2 separate regions of the Mus musculus genome follow, and region 2 is linked to region 1. A link is a contact called in public promoter capture Hi-C data. All regions are on one chromosome and are shown on one strand. Each heading gives the region's core, a stretch centred on a gene start, on an enhancer-like site or on the middle of the called end of the contact. The rest is flanking DNA. Distances are from core to core; before and after follow the strand shown. Region 1 holds the start of Snx10 (sorting nexin 10). Region 2 holds the start of Tax1bp1 (Tax1 (human T cell leukemia virus type I) binding protein 1).

The links. Promoter capture Hi-C pulls out the DNA fragments that hold promoters and counts their contacts.
Region 2: a contact with region 1 is called in a promoter capture Hi-C map of cranial neural crest. The contact joins the promoter of Tax1bp1 here to the promoter of Snx10 in region 1.

What each region holds. Positions count from the first base shown.
Region 1 is chr6:51,522,337-51,526,090 of GRCm38.p6, forward strand. It overlaps Snx10 (sorting nexin 10), which reads left to right and starts at 1,567. Exons shown (of 7, transcript NM_001127349.1): 1 at 1,567-1,698.
Region 2 is chr6:52,711,932-52,715,685 of GRCm38.p6, forward strand. It overlaps Tax1bp1 (Tax1 (human T cell leukemia virus type I) binding protein 1), which reads left to right and starts at 1,798. Exons shown (of 18, transcript NM_025816.3): 1 at 1,798-1,924.

The DNA of each region.
Region 1 (3,754 bases), core at 317-2,816:
TGGTGTGAAACTGTGAGCTCAATAAACTCATCGTCTTTAAGGTGCCTTGGTCATTGTGTCTTATCACGGTGACAGAAAAGTAACTAAGACAGAAGTTGGTTCCTAATACAACCAAGCTTCAAACATGCTATGATCCTTCTGCCTCCAGCTCCTGAATGCTGAGATTGCACACGTGTTTCAGTCATTACCGTGCTAAATCCATAAATGTTGTAAATCTTAAATGCATTGTCAAACACTGGGCAGAGTGTGCACACCTTTAATCCCAGCACTTGGGAGGCAGAGGCAGGCGGATCTCTGTGAGTTCGAAACCATCCTGGTCTACATAGAGTTCCAGGACAGCTATATATATTAAGACCATGTCTTAAATAAACACAAAACCAAACAAACAAAAACAAAATATAACAAATTCTATTGTCCTCCAATACTGTATACTAACATATTGTAGTTTAAAACCAGCTATTGAGTACTTAAAGTATAAAGTAAATGACTATTCCATTAGGGTGAATTTTTGTAGACATTACTTGAACATAGGTTTGAAATGTGCCCAGATTGCTTAAAACAATACATTAAGATCCTAGGCTTAAGCTGTATAAATATCACATATTCAATTCTCAATCTCCAGGGCTAAATGCTCTCATAGTAAAGTTTTTGTACTTTTTTTTTTTTTGGTTTTTCAAGACAGGGTTTCTCTGTGTATTCTTGGCTGTCCTGGAACTCACTTTGTAGACCAGGCTGGCCTTAAACTCAAAAATCTGTGAGTTCCAAGACAGCCAGGGGTATAAGGAGAAACGCTGTCTCGAAAAACAAACAAACATACAAAAAGCAAAACAAACGATGGTTGCATGTATTATAGTTTGGGTGCAATTTTAGGTCATTAAATACCAATGATGCAAAAAAAAAAAAAAAAAAAAAACAATGATGCAGCACTCAGAGATACGAGTCTAAGATAAGACATTGCATTTTGGCAAGTTTTGTTCAGGAGGTCAGTGTAGCTATGGAATATAGTCATGGACAACTTTTCTAGGAGGATGCTGGATGGTCCAAGATTCGCTGAGTCTTTCTTTTTTGTCCTTAGATTTATTTATTTTATTTTATGACTGTTTTGGCTTCCTGGATGTATGTGCACCACGTGAGTGCTAGGGCAGAAGAGGGTGGTGACTGGAGTTAAAGGCAGTTGTGAGCTACTGTATGGATGCTGGGAGCCAGGTCCTTTGCAAGGGCAAAAAGTGCTCTCAGCCTTGAGCCATGCACACAGGTGGGTGAGAGCCAGCTCAGATGATCTATAGGAACCGGACATATCTTTGGCAGACTCTCATAGCTTTCTCCTCATCGTACATGAAAACACATTTTTTAAAAAGTTACGGAGATATTAAAAATATTGTTATAGCAAACAGTATATGCCCTCCATCGAGATCCTGCTAACATCTAGTCATGCTTGTTTGTTATTGGCTTCTCTCATCTTGATTCCTCACTGCTGGGTAGGGAGAAAGACCCGCTAGCTAGGTGGCCTTTCCTACGTTAAGGCTGGCAGTGGCGGGTGGGGGTGGGGGGCGGCGGCGGGCGCGCAGGGCGGGGCGGGGCGCTGCGTGCGCTGGACGCGGGGCTGCGCTCCTCGGGTTCGCTCTTAGGCGCTCGTCGCCGCCGCGCCTTGAGTCAGCAAACTCCGCCGTGCTCCGGGCCGGGCGTTCAGAACCGCGTGTGAGTAAACTGAGCCTTAGGGAGGGAGTCGGGTGGCGGGCGCCGCGCCTGCCCCGGCACCTGCTCAGCTCGGCTGGGGACGCCGGGGCTGCTGGAGCGAGCAGGTTCTCTCCCCGACCCCCACTTCTTTCCGAATACAAGGCCAGGCACCTTTGAGTTTAGAGGCTGGGAGGGCCAGGGGAGGTTTTTTTTTTTTTTTTTTCTCTTTCATGGGATTGTGGGATTGATGGAAAAGGCCGCGGAGGAAACCCACGCTGATGAGCTGATGATCGGGTTTGCTGAGATTGGGAAGCAACAGCCTGTTTTATCGGTTCTGGACACATCACACTCCTTTGCTAAAATTACAAGTATTGTTAAGGGGATGGTCACGGGATGTCTGCTTCCGCAAAGCACAGGCGCGTGGAGAGCGATGGATCAGAAATTGAGAACACTGATCTCAATTTTCGTGATCTCCATCAACCCTTTTAGTTTGCGACAGGGGAAACCAAGGTCTGCAAGGGTGGAGCAGCATGCACCCGGTGGGAGGGGTGTGTGAAAATCCCTCTCGTCCGGGGAGTGGGCTTGTGGGAGTGGCCGGAAGTGGGCTGGGGGTATTATGGAACTCCTTCAACCAGTGGCCAATCGGGGGGGGGGGGGGAGGGGGGCTTTTCTGGAGGAGGAGAAGGAGGAGGTTAAGTATCCTGGCAACAATCAAGCGTGACTTCGCTTGATTCCTGTCGCTAAGGCAAGGATACAACGGGACAGTCATTCGGGTTGCACCCAACCTCTCCGTGTCTTCCTCCCTTCTGATCCTGGGAATAGGCCCATGGTCTTGAGCATGTCATTAGCAAGCATTTTACCACTGCGCTGCACCCCAGCTCCCGTTTATTTTTAAAGGAGTGGTTGACTGACAGACTGTTTTGAATAGCGATATAAGTGTAGATATATTTAGAAGTGACTGTGTGGAGATGTTCAAGACCTCATTAGCAGTTTCCTCAAGTTATCCAGACCATCCATCCCGGGTTCTGTCAGTGCATTCTTAGCTACAGACACGGGCCTGACTGGCACTGCCCTAAAGAAGGTGTGCCCATGGTGGTGGTGGGGTGGGGTTGCAGCCTTCTGGCCTGCGTGCTTCTTTCTCCACTGCTCTGAACTGTTACCCACTTCCTTTACTTCACTGATGGGAAGACCTTCCGAGTTTGGGGTCTTGAAATAAGCGCCATCATGCTTTCTGTGTTAAAGTGTTTCCTTTGCCACACAGTCCTCATTTCTCTCTCTCTCTTAGTCCAGGCATGGCACTACTTTCATTTTTGAGTTAAGCAATTGGGGAACTAGTTTGTTTTTCCTCTTTTGGTATTGGGGCTGGGATGTAACAACCACCTGAGAATAGGGTCCAGCCTATAAAAGAAGGGCCTTGGCTGAAGTGATGGTGGCCAAGTGGAATGTCCCTTAGATTTTAGGGCTGTTATTTATCACCAAAGGACTTTTTTTTTTTTTTTTGAAATATAATAGGTATGAGTTAACATTTAAGCTCTCTATACCATGTTCCAGCTAGAAGCTATATAGGACATTGTGTTAGCCACAACTTCTGGTTTCAGACCCTTCTGAGTTGAATTCTTGGTGCCCTTGTTTGCTACTTAAGTCATTGCTGGCAGGTCAGGTCAGGCGTGATGGTGCATATCTGTAATCAGGACACTTGGGAGGTGGCAGCAAGAGGATCAGGGGTTTCAGGCCATCCTTATGAGTCCTTGTCTCAAAAATGACAAAACTCTGTCCTGGAGCTCACGATGTAGATCTGGCTTACCTTGAACTAAGAGATCTCCTTGCCTCTGCTTCCCAAGTGCTGCTCTTAAAGGTGTTACCACGCTAGGCCTGAAGCCAGCCCTGAGCCACACGAGAGTCTCCCTCAAAAGTAATGAATTCATCAATAGCAACAATAGTGTCGGATATGGTGGCTCAACACCTGGAGGGTTTCTTTTTTTGAGGCTATGTCTCACGTGGTCCAGCCTGCTCTCTAACTTGCAGTGTGGGAGAGGTTGTTCTTGAACTTTGAGTGCTCCCCCTGAGTGCTCCCCCT
Region 2 (3,754 bases), core at 548-3,047, 1.2 Mb after region 1:
GGATTACTTAGATGTTTTCCTAAGACAGCCCAAGCCCCGCCCGCTTCTCTTCGTACAGCTTCGTTGTAAATTCCTGATTACAGTGTTCCTAATAAAGCCCAAGTCTAAAAGATAACAGAATGAGAGCGTAGGGACTCCGCAGGAAGACCCACAGCGTCAACTAACCTGGACCACTGGGACTTCCAGAGACTGAACCACCAACTGAAGAGTGAGCGTGGGACCAGACCTAGGCCCCCTGCATGTGTTTGTCAGACCTGCAGCTTGCTTGGTCTTCATACTGTCCCCCAACAACTGGAGTAGGGGCTGTCTCCAAATTTGTTGCCTGTCTGTGAATCCAGTTCCCCTAACTGGGCTGCCTTGTCTGGCCTCAGTGAGAGAGTAAGCGTCCAGTCCTATAGTGACTGATGTGTGTGTGTGTGGGGGGGTAAGGGGTGGTGGGATACCCAGGGGGGTTCCCCTTTCTCAGAGAAGAAGGAGAGGGGATGAGGGGTGGAGCTGCAGAGGGGACTGGGAGGAGATGTAATATTGGAATGTAAAGTGAATAAATCAATTAGTTAAAAAAGTAACAGGATGTCTTCACCCTGGAGCAGTAGAATGCCTTAACTCACAGCCAGCCATGAGAGCAATCATGGGGTCTTGAGTAATCTCAGTAAGGAGGTTCTGTATGAAGTTAAAAACTAAAACCCTGCCCTGCATTTTGGTAGCTGTGTCTCCTGACCAACAGAATGCCCCTTTGTGGTTAAATGCCCTGAGATGTCTGTCTGTTCATCTCTCTCTCACTCTCTCTTTCTCTCTCTCCAGGGCATTTTCCCCTATAGTTGCACTAAAATGAAGTGTCTGAAACGCAAAAGATCTCAATTTCATTATATTATTATAGACATTGTGGTTTTGTGACCTGCTTTCCCTTGTGGTTGTTTTCTAGAGCAGCACAGGAAGAAATACCTCAAAAGGAAGACTTGGTTGATCGTGATATGGAAGTGAAAATAATTTAAATTTCTAAAATTACTTTTGCCTTATATAGCTTACCTTTCTCTGTTAAATGTGCAGTTTGAATTGGAACTTCATGGAAGCAAGTGTATTTTATTCAAATCCATCATATCTTGTGTTGGAATATTACTTATCTCATGAATACACTACCGTCTTAATCATAAATATTTCTTTAAAACCCACAATGCCGAACTTAACTTTTGCTTCAACAGCCTATGTCTCTCAACAGTAATTTTTCCTTTTGGAGGACCAGAATGAAGAGATCCCTATTTAAACAAACAAACAAGCAAACACACAGACACCCAACTTAAAAAATTTCAATATATAAGAAACAAATGAATCAGCAAATATTAAGAACCTGTCTTATGGAGGCCAATGTGGACTTGAATTGTGTGGAAAATGAAAGAACTTGAAATTAGAGTTTTGTATATTATTGTTCTGTTTAATGTTATGCTTTCTTCGCTGGTGATACGGTAAATGTCATTAGTTTCATAGCAACACGGGAATATGATGGTTCAATTCGTGATAGCTATGACAGTTCTTGGGGCTTCTGTATATATTGAAACATGTATTAGCTTAGACTGATATTTAAGACCCAGGTCACCTGGCCTCTGAGCGATCCTTCCCATTTCGCTGGTAAGTCAGTTAATTTGTTTCAAACGGACTGTGTTTTGAGGTGACTACATCACTGACCAAAAGCCACAGAGGAAAAAGCTGTCAGGGAAACCACTAAAGGACTCTTTACAGCTAGCGAGTGGGGCGTGTCGCCGCAGAGCATGCGCAGCAGCAGAGGCGGAAGCGAGCCTCCCTGGGGCGGAAGTGACGCACCGCCGGCTCTCCGCTTAGAGAAGGTGTAGCCGGTCTACGCTGAGAGGCAGTGGTGGTGGCCGCGGAGGTTCGGGGCGCGGCGTAGCGTGCGGGGCGGAGGCCCTGACCGGTAAGGTTTGCGGACGGGCCGCGTGCTTTCGAGGTAACCGGCGCTCGCGCTCCGTCTCGGCCCTGGAACCCGGGCCTGGCGAGTTTTGGGAACGGTCTCCGTGGTGACGAAGCTCTCTTTCCCAAGGACGAGCTTCCCCCGGGCCGCGATTGTGACGTGTTTTGGGCTTGGGGTGACCGTAGAGTGGGAAGCGTGGCGGGAGCGGGCGTGCTAGGCCGCGGCTGGCCCCGGCTGGCCCCGGCGTCTAACAAGCCAGGGACGGGTGGCGGGCGCGCTAGGCCGCGGCGAGCCGGGGAGGACCCGTTGGGTTGTTTTGGTTTGAGTCTCCGCTGGAGGAAGAGGCGGGGACTCCCTGTGTCGCCTGGTTTGGCTGTTTACCTGGCTTGGCTTGATCTCCGGCTTCTCCTGGGCTGAGAGATTAGTTGAGTCTTGCTGTTTGGAAAGCAGCCCTCCCCCTCTGGTGCCCAAGAGAAGGCTTTAAGAAATCTTGGGGAGGATCGCTTCGCTCTGTGGTCGTCTGGACTTGATTTCACGACTCCGCCTCCCTCGCTCCACCCACTGCTGACTCTCCCCGGTGTTTTGGACCCGGCGGAAGGTGCAAGACGTGTTCTGGCTAGCGCTCATCGCCCGAAAACTGTACTGTTAGAACGTAGCTGGGGTGTTCGCTTGTATTTCCCTGTTGAGAAATATGAAGTACAATTTGTTCCTGAAAGTTTTGTTGGAAAACGTTGTGGCGTTTGACTATGATAGATTTCCGGCTTTATCGTTATGTTGGTATGTTAGACATTTTAATGCTAAGTATCTGCCAAGTATGCTGCTTTTTGCCAAGTGGTAAAAATTCATGATTAGGACACGAACAAATATAATTAAAATTTTAGTGTTCAATCCCAAAACATTCGAAAATGGTTATTTGAATAACATTCCTTAAAAGTGGGTTGATTAAGTGGGTTTGTGATCTCCAGGTTACCCTCTAGGTGTGGAGAAGAAGCTGAGGCCAAGGACTCGCCTCCATTCTATTCTTCTCAGGGGTAAATTGGATTTCTGTATGTCCCTTTCGAATGTTAGGCAAACGCCCTGAACTTATCTTAGATTTCTGCAAGAATATATTTGACTATGCTAGGAATGACTGGTTAACCTCCTCCCCCTCGTCTTTGTTATTTGTTAAATTTCAAATACAGTTGTATTGTATTATTTGTTTTCAAGTTATTACATTAGCTGCATACCATTTGCTCTTAGAATCACAGTCGTGTATGTGAAATGTATGTGAAATGTAACCATTGAGTACCTTTTCTAGGACAAAAATAACATCTTGGAATTATAAATTGTAACCTTTAAAGGATGCTGTTTTTAAAAAAATTTAGACTTATGCGTATGAGTGTTTTGCTTGCATTTTATGCCTGGTTATATCTGACTTAAGTCAGAAGAGGATGTCAGATCTCCTGGAACTAGAGTGATAGATGGTGTGAACCACCATGTAGGTGCTGTGAACCCAACTTAGGTCCTCTGTAAGAGCAGTAAGTGCTCTTAATTACTGAGTCAGCGCTCCATCCCCTAGGATGCTAAGTTGGTTTTTAAAAAAAGATTTATTTATTTTATTTTAATACACACACACTGTAGCTGTACAGATGGTTGTGAGCCTTCATGGGGTTGTTGGGTATTGAATTTAGGACCTCTGCTCGCTCCGGCCCAAACATTTATTTATTATTATAAATAAGTACACTGTAGCTGTCTTCAGACACACCAGAAGAGAGCATCGGATCTCATTATGGGTGATTGGCTGCTGGGATTTGAACTCAGGACCTTCGGAAGAGCAGTCAATGCTCTTACCTG